Regions from separate parts of the Mus musculus genome. Here regions 2 and 3 are each linked to region 1. The links are chromatin contacts, called in public HiChIP or PLAC-seq and promoter capture Hi-C maps. All regions are on one chromosome and are shown on one strand. The core of a region is the stretch at or near the end of the contact, and the rest is flanking DNA. Distances in the headings are between cores, read along the strand shown. Region 1 holds the start of Rcbtb1 (regulator of chromosome condensation (RCC1) and BTB (POZ) domain containing protein 1). Region 2 has its middle 14 kb from the start of Lats2. Region 3 holds the start of Mtmr6 (myotubularin related protein 6).

Evidence for each region. Promoter capture Hi-C pulls out the DNA fragments that hold promoters and counts their contacts. HiChIP or PLAC-seq counts read pairs in DNA pulled down with a chosen protein or histone mark.
Region 2: a contact with region 1 is called in a FOXA1 HiChIP or PLAC-seq map of pancreatic cancer cells. The contact joins the enhancer-like site here to the promoter of Rcbtb1 in region 1. A contact is called at or near these places in 3 of 39 promoter capture datasets (cranial neural crest, hippocampal neurons and maxillary cranial neural crest) and 4 of 115 datasets of contacts at active chromatin or transcription factors (embryonic forebrain, embryonic stem cells, extraembryonic endoderm stem cells and 1 more).
Region 3: a contact with region 1 is called in a promoter capture Hi-C map of pre-B cells, with 3 times the contacts expected there. The contact joins the promoter of Mtmr6 here to the promoter of Rcbtb1 in region 1. A contact is called at or near these places in 5 of 39 promoter capture datasets (the 3T3-L1 cell line, embryonic stem cells, liver and 2 more), 1 of 484 Hi-C or Micro-C datasets (CD4 T cells), 2 of 115 datasets of contacts at active chromatin or transcription factors (embryonic stem cells and thymic regulatory T cells) and 1 of 9 other capture datasets (adipose tissue).

Annotation. Positions count from the first base shown.
Region 1 is chr14:59,198,936-59,203,079 of GRCm38.p6, forward strand. Rcbtb1 (regulator of chromosome condensation (RCC1) and BTB (POZ) domain containing protein 1) reads left to right here and starts at 2,293. Exons shown (of 12, transcript NM_027764.2): 1 at 2,293-2,649.
Region 2 is chr14:57,758,167-57,762,310 of GRCm38.p6, forward strand. No RefSeq gene overlaps it. Among named protein-coding and RNA genes, the nearest start is that of Lats2, 14 kb to the left of the region's middle. Within about 2 kb of position 2,410, at least 58 of the 459 cell types and tissues checked have an H3K27ac peak or open chromatin away from gene starts, as enhancers often do. A contact at or near this core is called in pancreatic cancer cells, where this site is marked.
Region 3 is chr14:60,262,881-60,267,024 of GRCm38.p6, forward strand. It overlaps Mtmr6 (myotubularin related protein 6), which reads left to right and starts at 2,325. Exons shown (of 14, transcript NM_144843.4): 1 at 2,325-2,481. The coding sequence starts at 2,458. It overlaps Gm38641 (a long non-coding RNA gene), which reads left to right. Exons shown (of 3, transcript XR_874661.1): 3 at 791-1,027.

The sequences.
Region 1 (4,144 bases), core at 1,043-3,542:
AGAGAGGTGGGACAGGGCTGGTCCTCTAACACCCTCAGTTCTCAACAGCATGACCCTCATAGGTTATGTAAACAGCTTCACCCTTCTCCCACACTCAGAAGGCCATCCCAAAGGCTTTTCTCCAGCACGCTCCATTTTGTTTCCTGCAGCTTCTGGGAGGGATTTCCAGGCCTTTTGCTAACTGGCTTCTTTCATGTTAATCATAATGCTTTTTTTCTTGTTTTAATCCCCACCATATTTTGAATTTGTTATAGTTGTATATAATGGATGTCGGTGGCTTCTGAAGTTGCATCTCCAAGGGCTCCTAAGGAAGATTAAATGGGGCTACAGTGGATAGAATTACAGCTGAGAGGTAAAAAACAAGATCTAGATCACAAGGATGTGTGGGGAAGGTGGATGTTTTCAATGTTTACAGAGGTTAATATTTCACTGCGAATGAAATCTGCCTGCATCTACATTTGCTTGTACACACACACACACACACACACACACACACACACACACACATAGTCTGCATGCATCTACATTTGCATGTGCTGTCTCTCCCTCTCTCTCTCTCTCTCTCTCTCTCTCTCTCTCTCACACACACACACACACACACACACACACACACACACACACAGTCTGTCTCACCAGAGAGACAGAGAGAGACAAAAGAGAGACCAGACAGAGACACACAGAAAGATTATCATTTAAGAATCCTACAAAACATCTGGGATAGAAGTAAGGTGGTGTTCTAAGGACAGATACACTCAGACCTTATAGTTCATTGGTATTCTAACCTTCTTACTAGAAAATATTTCCATAAAAAAGGAATACTGTCTCTCTGTAGGCAACCTTCAGCACAAACATTAATTGTACTCTATTTGCAGCTGCAAAACGCTTCAGAAAGACTCTGTGGTAAGGGACTCCTTTCTTCCCTATGTTCCCATAATTTTCCATTTCTATCCTCCCTCAAGTCTACCAAATTTCCATATTTTTGGTGTTGCTCTTCCATTGGCTGATAGTGAGAGTCTAGTCAGTTCTCAGTTATTGTAGTAAGACCATATAGCCCTGTTATGAAGAGTTCATAATATGTGAGATCAGGTAACAATAGATACTTAATCTCTTAGATGCAGAGTAATACATTTACCTGCATTGTGAATTTTCTGTTTTGAGTATGTAGTATTATAACTAGAGGAGTAGTTGTAGCTGAGGCTGTCTCAATGAACTTTTACAACAACTGAAGATGTTAAGTCTGCAAGAAGAATAGATGGTGTCTGACCTCAATTTTGAAAGATGAGAGACCGATGAATATTTTGGGAAATGTTAGGAAAAAAAAAAAAAAAACCAGAGCCAGAGTCATTAAACTGGTAAAAACAGATTTTACCCAGGGACTAGTACAACAGAAAGAAACATTAGGGTATAAAATAGGGCTCAATTTCTATATTGCAATAATTTCTAAGTAAAATCTGTTTTTAACCTCTTCCTCCTGTTTTTTCTTTGAGAAAGGAAATGGTGATTCTGAACATTTGAGATCAAGGCAAAAGAATGAACAAACCCTGAGAGGCCTACAGCAATTTAAGGTATATATATATATATTTAAAAATGTAATCCACCGAAAGTACTCAAGAGAAACAAGAATTCTCTATAGGGGGGAAGCACGTTGTAGTTACTATGTGCTGACAGAAAGGTTTTTGGACCGCATCTGCTTAGTGGTAAACAGAAAACAAAGGGGATTTGTATTTACCGCTGGGACCTGAAAAGGGAAAGGTGAGTCTAAACAAGATAGCTTGAATGTTGGGGTGCCAAGTGTAGACTTTGGTCTCTAGTGCCAAATGGGAGAGCCTAGGGCGGTAGGGGACTTTACAACTGATAAGCTTCTTCTGATAGACGCACAAAGCACAAAGCACAAAGCGGCCGCTCCCTTCCGGACCTCAGTTGTACCCGCTTAACACAAGAAAAGTTCTGGGCAGAGAGAGAGCTTTCAGCAGCCTTGCCTCTGCCCTCCTGACCTAGGCGTCCTGGCCTTCCTCGGACCGGGCAGAGACACGTGTCCTGAAGACCAGCGGCCTGGGATGGGCGGAGCGGGAGGAAGGCCACGCTCTGCTGCCATCCTGGGACGCCTTCGCCTTCCGGTCCTCGCGGGAGCCACTACGGCGCCCCTGCGCTGCGCCAGCAGCCCGGTCTACAACCAAACCCGAGCGGGAACCTGAGCAGACAGAGGGCGCGCGCTGCGCGGGGCGCTCCGGTGTCACGTGACGCGACCCGCCCACGTGACCGGCGGCCCGGGCGCTTGTGCTCGCTCCCGGTTTTGGGGGGGAGGAGCCGGCTACGGCTAAGGCGGCGGCGGCGCAGCGGAGTCAGGGCCTGGCCGGGCGGCCTGACAGGTAGAGCGCTGCAGGGCGGCGGTGCGGGCGAGCGAGCAGGCGAGCCGGACAGGGCCTTGTTCGGCCGCTGGCTGCTGAGTCCGCGCCCTCCCGAGGGCCGTGCGCACCAGGCGCGTTCGCGACTCCCCGGCGACGCGCACCCCGCACCGGGCACCCGCGGATTCCGTCTTGCGGGCGCTTCCCCCAGGTGTGCGGCGAGCCGAGTACGTGGCGTTGCCCGCGGCCTGCCTCTGAGGAGCTGCGCTGTCCGCCCTGCGGGGGAGGAACCCGGAGCACGCAGGTTAGCGGTGGGAGGCTGACTGCTGCAGAGCGCCGAAGCCGAGGGTTGCAGTTTTATAAGACAATACAGCTTGCTTTTAGAAACATTCATAGTCTCCCTCGCCTCTGCCCCGTTACTGCTACGAGGATTAAAGCTCGTGGTGGGCAAAACAATCGGAGTTTCTGAGACTGGCGTGCGCTGTAGCGGGCGTAGCATCAAAAGCAAGAAATGCTGGCAGGCATGAGATGATGCTTACGGGACCCTTACGGGAGTTTAGAGTGTCTTTTAAATTTTGACTTCAATTTAAATCACAACAGGATTTAGGTTCTCTTCTTCTGTGGCCTGGGTTTTACTCCATTGTGTGAATACCAGTACTTCGGGGCGGGTTTTTTTTTTTTTTTTTCCTTTCCCCCTCTTTGTGCCTATTGAAGAGGAAGTGATGCGTTAATCTTTGAAGTGTTTCTTCTGTGATTTTTAAGTCTTATGATCCGAAGTGTTAAGTTCTACGAATCTCAGAACATATACAGGAAACCAAAGCTATGAAGCTCGTAGCTTAAATTTTGTGTTCTAAGGTTTTAAACTGAGTGCCTGTGTGTACCAGAAAGTGAGAAGTCTGGGGTCTTTATCCGAGAGTCATGCAATTGAATTGCTCTTTCTGCATTTGGTACTTAAAAGGAAGCATATGAAACAAAGGTTGGGCCTTCATGCGTTTACAGGCCTGACAAGACATTGAAATACATTTTCTTTCTTAACTAGGATCTATAGTTAAAAAATTTTAAGACAGTACATTACCTTATATGTATCCAGAGATGTGATAAAAACTGCTGGACTTTAACTAGAATAGATTTCCTAACATGTCAGTTAATTAATCTACTATGTAATTTGGCTCACAATATAGACGAAAAATTTCAAGTTTTCAAGTATATCTAGGCCACAATATACGGTTTATAAGAAGTCTACAGATCGAGTTCCAGGACCATCAGAGCTACACAGAGAAATCCTGTCTTGATAACAAGCAAAACATTTACAAGCTAAGAGTGAAGAAAAATTTAGAAAATATAAATAAATATAAAGAAGAATGTACATAATCTGTAATTTTACACCTAGAGAAAACATCTTATATTTTAGAGTGTGAGTTCTATATACTTTGGAAATTTGAGGAGTTCCAGAGTTTCCACAGTAAGATTTCAGATTGTAAGAAAAAGCCACTAGCAAAAGTTTGGGCACTGAAGCTACCAAAATCTGCTTGATTCTAGAATTTAGATACTGAATATCAGTTCAAATAACTAGGCTACTGTTGTATTCTGGGAGTAGTAGATAGACTTTATCACACTCACGTACTGGAGTTCATTTGAGAAGGTCTTTTCTGAAACCTCTGAAGATGTTAGGAAAGTCTGTAGTTTGTGAACATGAACACTTCATGTGTCCAACTGTTAGCTGGGATAACTTTTTGATACACGAGAAAAAGTTGTGGGGACAGAGAGTCCCAATAATGAACCCTGAGCACAAACTTCTT
Region 2 (4,144 bases), core at 1,160-3,659, 1.4 Mb before region 1:
CCCACCATTCTTTCTTTCTGAAGGCCTTTGCGTGTTTCTGGAGTCTTATTCCCTCCATCCCTCAAACTCAGTTGACCCCAGGTCACCTTGTCTGGGACAGCAGCAGAGGGACTGGAGATGACTTCTTAGAAGAACTGCCTAGTTTAGGAGCAAAAGTGGGTGGTGCAGCTTCTCTAGGGCCATGGGCCAAGCCAGCAGACTGAACAAAGGGAATGGACAAATGGAGAGTCTAGGAAGCCCAGCCGGTGTGAGTGGCCTTCCCCTCTGCCAGCTGCTGCTGGACTCTTGCATCCATTTGGAGGCCAGCTGTGAGAGGCATGTGCCTCTGTTCCTCTGGGTCCCTGCCTCCAGCCCGGACTTGCTGTGAGGCTATGCTTTTTTTGGGCAGGGGTAGAAATGAACCTGGATGATGGCGAGGTCACCAGAGTAGGCGGCAGAGTTGAGAGTGATGCAGTTGGTGAAATGAGCAGGCTGCTGAAGGATCGATAAGGCCAGTAGTGTGGGCTCATGGTCAGGTCAGTTGCCCAAGAAAGTTGTCATTTTCCATATGGATTTTTGTTTGTTTGGTTTGGCTTTTTGGGACAAAAGTATAAATTTGTAGCCCAGACTGGCCCCAAATTTAAGATAACCCTACTGCCCCAGCTTCCTGAATACCAGGATTCATTTGTACAACAGCACCCTTGCCTTCCACGTGTATGGCTTTTGTTCTTAATAATCTTTTCTCTCTTTTCTCAAAAAAAAACAACCTCATTTATGTCACCTTTAAATACTTCCTCCCTGGACGAGAGATGACTCAGCAGTTAAGAGTACTGGCTTCGCTTTTAGGGGTCCTGAGTTCAATTCCCAGCAACTACATAGTGTCTTAAAACCATCTATAATATGATCTGATGCCCTCTTCTATATATACACACATACACACATTAAATATACACACATACATACACACACACACACACACACACACACACACACACATATATATAAAATTTCCTGCCACCCTCTTCAATAAGAGCCGCCCTGACCTTGGATGGAGGCATGTGGTATCTGACCTTTAGTCTGAGAGGCAGGCATGTCTAGAAGGATACCACCCATCCCAGCTTTGGAGCCAACACAACCAGTCAGTAGTGGAATGGTGACCAAAGTTCTTAGCTTCTAGGATGTTGTTTTTCTCATCTGTAAAGCAGAGATCCACAGCTGTCTCTAGTGTCAAGAGGTCAAGCTAGAAACCCCTGGTGGAGAGTAGGTGTTGAGTAAACCGTTCATCCAAGAGAAGCTTAGCATTGAGAGCTGAAAGAACATTCTAGAAGGGAGGTTAGAAACTTTCCGTGAATAGTCAGTCTTATGAATCAAATTATTAGCAGCAAGTTTGAAGGAGGAAATGGAATTGTACAGAAGGCGATGGCCCATGTGCTGCCAATTACAGCCCAGAGCTTCGTGTTCTTGGAAGTTATGAACACAGCCTCTAAAAAAGGGCAATTTTGGTGATTTTTAAGTAAGGCACAGTTACAACAAACATCCTGTAGCTTTTGAATAGTTTTTTTTTAAATAAGTCTATTACGCTATATTAAATCCTACAAGCTGTACATGCCAAGGAATGCTAAAGAATTTGGGGACTTTGAATGGAAGTTCCCGAGCCTTAGAAAGGAACACCACCAACTGAACGTCACGACTGCAGCTGGGGAGTTAATTTTAAACCATTTTTAGTCCTGACAAGTATTTTGTTTGGCAAGAGGAGAACCCTGTTGTGGAGGATCTGAAATTTGGGGTTCTGGTTCACGGATAACTAGTATGCAGAGATAGGAAACAGGACGCACAGGTTAGACTAGAAATACACAATGTGACCTGTTGGGAACCCATAACATTATGTCACTCCCTTCCTGCCTCCCTCCCTTCCTTTCCTTCTTACCCCCTCCTGTTCCTCCTTCCCTTCCTTCCGTTCCTCTCTCCCTCCCTCTCTTCCTCCCTCCTCCTTTTCCTCTTTCCTGCCTTTCCTTCTTCCTTCCCTCCTTCCTTCCCTCCCTCTCTCCTTTATTCTTTCCTTCCTTCCTTGATAGGTTTGTGTTTATATTATTGTATCGTTAGCTGAACTGATCAAAGACAAGCAAGTCCTCTGCTTGTCCTGTACTTTGCTAAGAGTCGTCCAGTCCAAGCCAGGCCTGATAATGTAGGCCTAGAATCTCTATAATGCTGAGGAGGTCAAAGCAGGAAGATTGTGAGTTCAAGGCCAGCTTAGGTTACATTAAAATGATCCACATGTGTGGGAACTCACACCTCAGGGTCCCTTTGGGCAGGAGTTCCCACAGCATGGTGTTTACAGAATGCTTCGGGCAGCACCCAACTTCTCCAGTGCACATGCTCACAGTATGTGTCATTGAAAAACTTGCAGAATGTCAGGAAATTGAGACTCTGGGTGAAGCAAACTGGTCGGATGATTGCAATTCCTTCCTTCTGAGAAGCCATTCCTCACACCACAAGGAATGCTGAGAGGAATTTGCCCTTTTTCTCCAGGAAACAGCCCTCCTATCTAATAGGCATCGTGGTCTGTGCCAAGTGGGCTGACTGAGGACACATGCCAGCATGAGGGGTAAGGCCCCCAGAATTCCCTGGCAGCTATTTGCAATGGATCATTCACTGAACGTTAATTTGCAATGAAGTCATTACCTACAAGTTGTCAAAAAATAGAGCAGACAAAACAGTGGTTGGTGCCCAGGCTCCCTTGAAACTAGGTTTCATATTTGAACCTGCCTTCCTGGGTCCACTGAGCAAATGAGAGCCACTGTGGCTATCTTCCTGGCAATGGCCAGAACCCTCTGCTGGTGCAAGACTTTGTTTCGGTAGGTGTTTAGTCATTTAGTCAGATCGGAGAGGACTGAATGTCAGCCAGAGGGATCCATTGAACTGGAACAGAGTGAATGGAATAAGCTGAAGAGGGGAGAGGGGGAGTCCCACACAGAAAAGAAATAATGACAGATGCTTTTTATAGAGCAACCCACCAAGAAGCTCAGAGCAAAATACAAACAAAGGTTCAAGTGCCCAGAAGGCATCGCACAGTAACTGAGGGCCCAGTTGGAACCTACAGCTTGAATGGAGCTACTGTGGAGAGAACGCCAGCAAGGAGCACAGACCTCATGCGGGGTCAGTGCTGGGACAGCTCAAGTCATTCAAACACAGGTCCAGAGGCCTGGAAACACATTTAAAAATCACACCCCCAAATTAGCCTCAGAGAACTATAATTTCACCCGAGTATCTAATTTCTATTGTGTTATCAGAAGCACCATCCACTTCACTGAACTGCATTGGATAAGTGTGAAGTACTGAGATTCCGTGACTGTGTAATTAACTGACATTTGGTTGAAGGCAACTCTAAACTACCGGGTGCTTGATGGCAATAGGACAAACGCTAAGAAAAGGCAGAGTGTATTCAACCTCTGGGGCTTGGCTTCACTGCTGTTTTCCTCCCACCCCCACCCCCACCCCCACCCTGAAGTTTTCTAATTGAATGGTAAATGCATACAACTTTAACATTTCTTTGTTTGTTTGTTTGGTTTGGTTTGGTTTGGTTTGGTTTGGTTTGGTTTTTTGAGACAGGGTTTCTCTGTGTAGCCCTGGCTGTCCTGGAACTCACTCTGTAGACCAGGCTGGCCTCAAACTCAGAAGTCCATCTGCCTCTGCCTCCCAAGTGCTGGGACTAAAGGTGTGGGCCACCACGCCTGGCAACTTTAACATTTCTAAGCAACCAAAATACACAGTTAAGATAAAACAACAGGGAATTGGGCATGGCAGTTGGGACGCCAGGGTTGAAGGATCAGGAGTTTGAGACCAGCCAGGCAATACTGGATTTTGTGAAAGTGGATTGTGTTTTCCCAAATCCAAGGTTTGGGTTGCAGAAGTACCAGGGAGGGAAAGACCTGGAGTGGCTCTCAGATAGGAGGAGAGAAGCCTTCTTTATTGTCTCAGGCTGGTCAGAGACGCTGTGTGCATTGATACGCAGACAGAGTGTTATGTAGAACGGGTGTTGCTGTGACTAGGCACCTGACAAAAGTGGCTAAGGAGGGAAGGACTTATGGCTCACAGTTGAAGAACACTCTACAGTGGTGGGAAGACATGATGACAGGAGGGAGACACTGGTCACAGTGAACCACAG
Region 3 (4,144 bases), core at 1,075-3,574, 1.1 Mb after region 1:
AAGTTGGTGACTATTTGGGGGGCTAAAGATAGCTCACTATAACTTGGCTCCCGCTTCCTAATCAGATCTCGTTATTTGGCCAGATTCTTACTGATAGTTACTGCATTTCTGACAAACATTAACTTAAGTTCTCCTTTTAAAAATATGTTTTTGTGAAAGATCTCAAATTATTAAAAGAATTGCTCAATGAAGGAGCTAGAGAAAGGACCCAAGGTGCCAAAAGGGTTTGCAGCCCCATAGGGGGAACAACAATATGAACCAACCAGTATCCCCCCAAAGCTCCCAGGGACTAAACCACCAACTAAAGAGTACACATGGTGGGACTCATGGCTCCAGCTGCACATGTAGCAGAGATGGCCTAGTTGGTTATCAATGGGAGGAGAGCCCATGGTCCTGTGAAGGCTCTATGCTCCAGGGTAGGGAATGCCAGGGCCAGGAAGCAGGAGTGGGTGGGTTGGTGAGCAGGGGGAGGGAAGAGGGGATAGGGGATTTTCAGAGGGAAAACCAGGAAAGAGGATAACATTTGAAATGCAAATCAAGAAAATATCTAATAAAAATATGTTTAAAAAAAAAGACTTGCTTATGGAGGAAATGAAGACTAACCAAAACCAAATAAAGTTGATTGATAGAGCTTAAGGGTGGCCTGTTTGGAAATCTTTTAAACATTTTTAAATCGTGAACCCTTTTCAGCAGAAAAACTTTTATTTATCTTTGGTTATATAGGTACTTACAATAGGTGTACAAATCAAACATTTGCTGATAATATTTTGCTTGTTTGTTTTTGTTACAGTCTCACTATGTGGAACAGCATGCTCTGAAATTTACAGGCAACAACTTGCCTCTGTCTCTGAAGTGCTGGGATTAAAGTCATGCCCCAGCATACAAGGTAAATTTATTTTTACAAACAATTCTTTTGTACACATACATCTTTACTACTTAATTATGAGTAGAACAGAGATAGATATGTTTTTCTGATACAGCTCAATTCAAAGATACACTAATTTGATATATACTAAGGAATAATAGGAAAATATGAAAAGTTTTGCTTTCTGTAATCAAACTGCTCTTTCTATAAGAGTAGCAATGTTTGTACAAACTGTAAAGACACCACAATTCATAACACATAGTAGATGAAATCTGATCTGAGGCAGTTACTGTCATGAACACAGCAAAGTACAGTTGTAGAGATTTGAGACCCAAAGCTTATTCCAGAAGCAAAGCCAGAGATAGGCTGCGTTTTTAATCAAGTTTTGGTCAGCTCCTGGTCCCCAGGGTTGCCATGAACAGTTTAAAAGTGTTGGTTTAATTGAAAGGTCTTTTGCAGGAGGCAGCCAGAGAAGCAAGGAGAGAGCACACCAGCTACCCGTTAGGAAGGCAAACTGCCCATCCCAGCCATTTTTGTTTATTTACAAAAGACAAAGATCAGAAAAGTTTCTAATAAGAATTTAACAGATGGGCTGTTGAAATGGCTTAGTGTGTAACAGCACTGACCACTCTTCCAAAGGACTTGAGTTCAAATCCCAGCAACCACATGGTGGCTCACAACCATCCATAATGAGATCTGATGTCTTCTTCTGATGTGTCTGAAGACAACTGCAGTGTACTTATTTATAACAATAATTAAATCTTTGGGCCAGAGCGAGCAGAGGTCCCTAAATTCAATTCCCAACAACCACATAAAGGCTCACAACCATCTGTACAGCTACAGTGTACTCACATACAAAAAAAAAAAAAAAAAAAAAAAACAACAAAAAAAAAAAACTTAAACAAAAAGAACTTAACAGATAAGCCATCTTTCCAACCCTGAGCAATATCTTTCAAATTAAAAAAAGACATTCATGTAGCATCTTAAATTAAAGTGCAGCCTTATCTATAAGCCTGTAAGAGTAATATCCTGCCCCTTGGTAACAAAGACCATACAAAATGTACTCAAACTTAATACTGATAATCATAATAGAATTTAATAGTTCATTACAGGAGCCCAGTGCTCCATGAGTTTCTAAATGTAATTTAACCTGGAATTTAGAGGTATCCAGTCTCGCACTCACTGGAAAATTCCTTTTGGTCAGGAAAAGGAATATCTTTAAACCTAGAAAAAGCTTCTAGTCCCTCTTGCTGATCCTTGTCTAGCTGAACATGTGGGTTAGCTTGGTTGGCCGGGGCAATACCAGTCCTCCATCAGAGAGGGCGCTGTACAACAGGCCATGCATGTGGCCCAGCTAGCATACGCTCTCTATGGGCGACACTCAGCCGGCTGTCAGGATCCCCTCTGAAGCTAAGATTTGCGGAAGTGTTTCTAGGCGACAGAGCTCTCAGATGACGCCTGCGCAGTGCCACCGGCGGCGGGGGTGGCTGACGCTGCCGGGTTGAGGGAGTTCCTGCGGGTGGCTGTCACCGCCCCGTTTCTCTCCCGATGGTGCTCTCCTGAGGCCAGCTGCCTGCGGGCGTCGCCCCGGGATGGAGCACATCCGGACAACCAAGGTAGTCGGCGGGAGATCCTCGCAGCTGCCGGGGTCCATTGGGCAGAGGCGGACGGGCAGTTTGGGGGTGCGGGGCCTCCGTTGAGGGCCGGCAGTTTGGGGGTGCGGAGGCCGTGTGGACAGCGCAGGCGCCTTGGCAGGAGGTGCTTGGGGAGTCGGCAAACGGTGGCCGCCCAGCGAGCTTTGCTCTTTTGGACAAGACTGGGGCTGCTTTTTACTTTGGGGGATTTCGGCCGATCGCCGCCTGGCTCGCCCCCAGGCTGGTGGGTCCAGTTATCCATCAGTGCTGTGCTGTTCTTGAACCAGTCTTGCTCTGGTTTAAGTGCCCCGCCCGCTCTTTTCCGCGGTGCAAATATTAGCGCATCCGAGGCCACTCACTTTTCTAGTTCTCCAGACACTTAGAGTTGATACTTCTGTGCTTCCAACTTTAGGCATTGTCTTAAGTGTAGGGAGCCAACTTGACAGCAGTTATGCAGAAGGGGAAAGAAAGGCTGTGTCATATTGTAAAAGGTCCATGGAACTTTCCTATAACTGAGCTTGTTTGTCAAGTCCGTGCTTAATTTTTCTGTGTGAGAAGAATTCAGAGAATGGCCAAACTTCAGCCTCAGAAAGGGCCAAAACAGAAATGGAGATCAAAGGGCGTGAATGACCTTTTAAGATGAGGAAAAACACCTCTCTGGGCTTTGCCAGAGCCTTAACTGTCACTTACTGTCTGTCCTAAAGGTCTTAAAGTTACAGGTCATTTGGGAATAAACTGCATTTTTTTCTTCATTATTCTTTAAAACGCTTCACAGTCCTTGATGTTATGGATAACATAACATGAATTTTTGTTAGGATTTATTTTGGAGTTTGCCTATACTATTTGTAGGAAATGTGGAGGTGCTCCTCTTCCAAAATTTTGGTTTTTTTGAGACAAGGTTTCTCTGTGTAGCTCTGGCTGTCCTGGAACTTGCACTGTAGACTAGGCTGGCCTTGAATTTACAGAGAGCTATCCTCCTTTGATTCCAAGTGCAGGGATTAAAGGTGTGCACCACCACTGCTTGGCAGATTTTATTTATTTATTTAAAGAGAAGGAACGTTTAAGTTGCTGACATTTAAAATTTGAAAATGGGAGGATGATTCGATGTACAGCAGAGGGTGCTAAGGCAGGGAAGAGAATGAGAGTGAGCATGGGAGCCCTTCTTGTCCCTGTCACAGGGCCCTAACAGCTGTCGGCTCAGAAACTGCCTTCTACTCTGAACCTCATTGCTTGTTTGCTGCTGAGAATCTCTCTCTCTCTCTCTCTCTCTCTCTCTCTCACACACACACACACACACACACACACATCAGTGAAAGCAAACAGAATCCAGTGAACTAAAAACACCCTGATCACTAAGTGAGCACTGGTGGGAAAATCTAGATGATTCCCTTCATTAGTTACAAAATGACCTCCGTCAGTTTATGAAGAACCGATCTGGCCTTTGGGGTGTATAGCTGTCATTTTTATGATCTTGAAGGTTGTTCCTGATTAAACCTTACTGTCTTCCTGGTAGGCCCATGCTGCTGTTAGGTAAGGCTGCTTTTTGCTCACCTTTTAGATCTGACCTTTTATGTCTTTTTTTAATGGTTAAGAGATTTCCAGTTGGTTTCCAACTGAAGTTGCTTCTTAAGGGACTGCCTTTGTT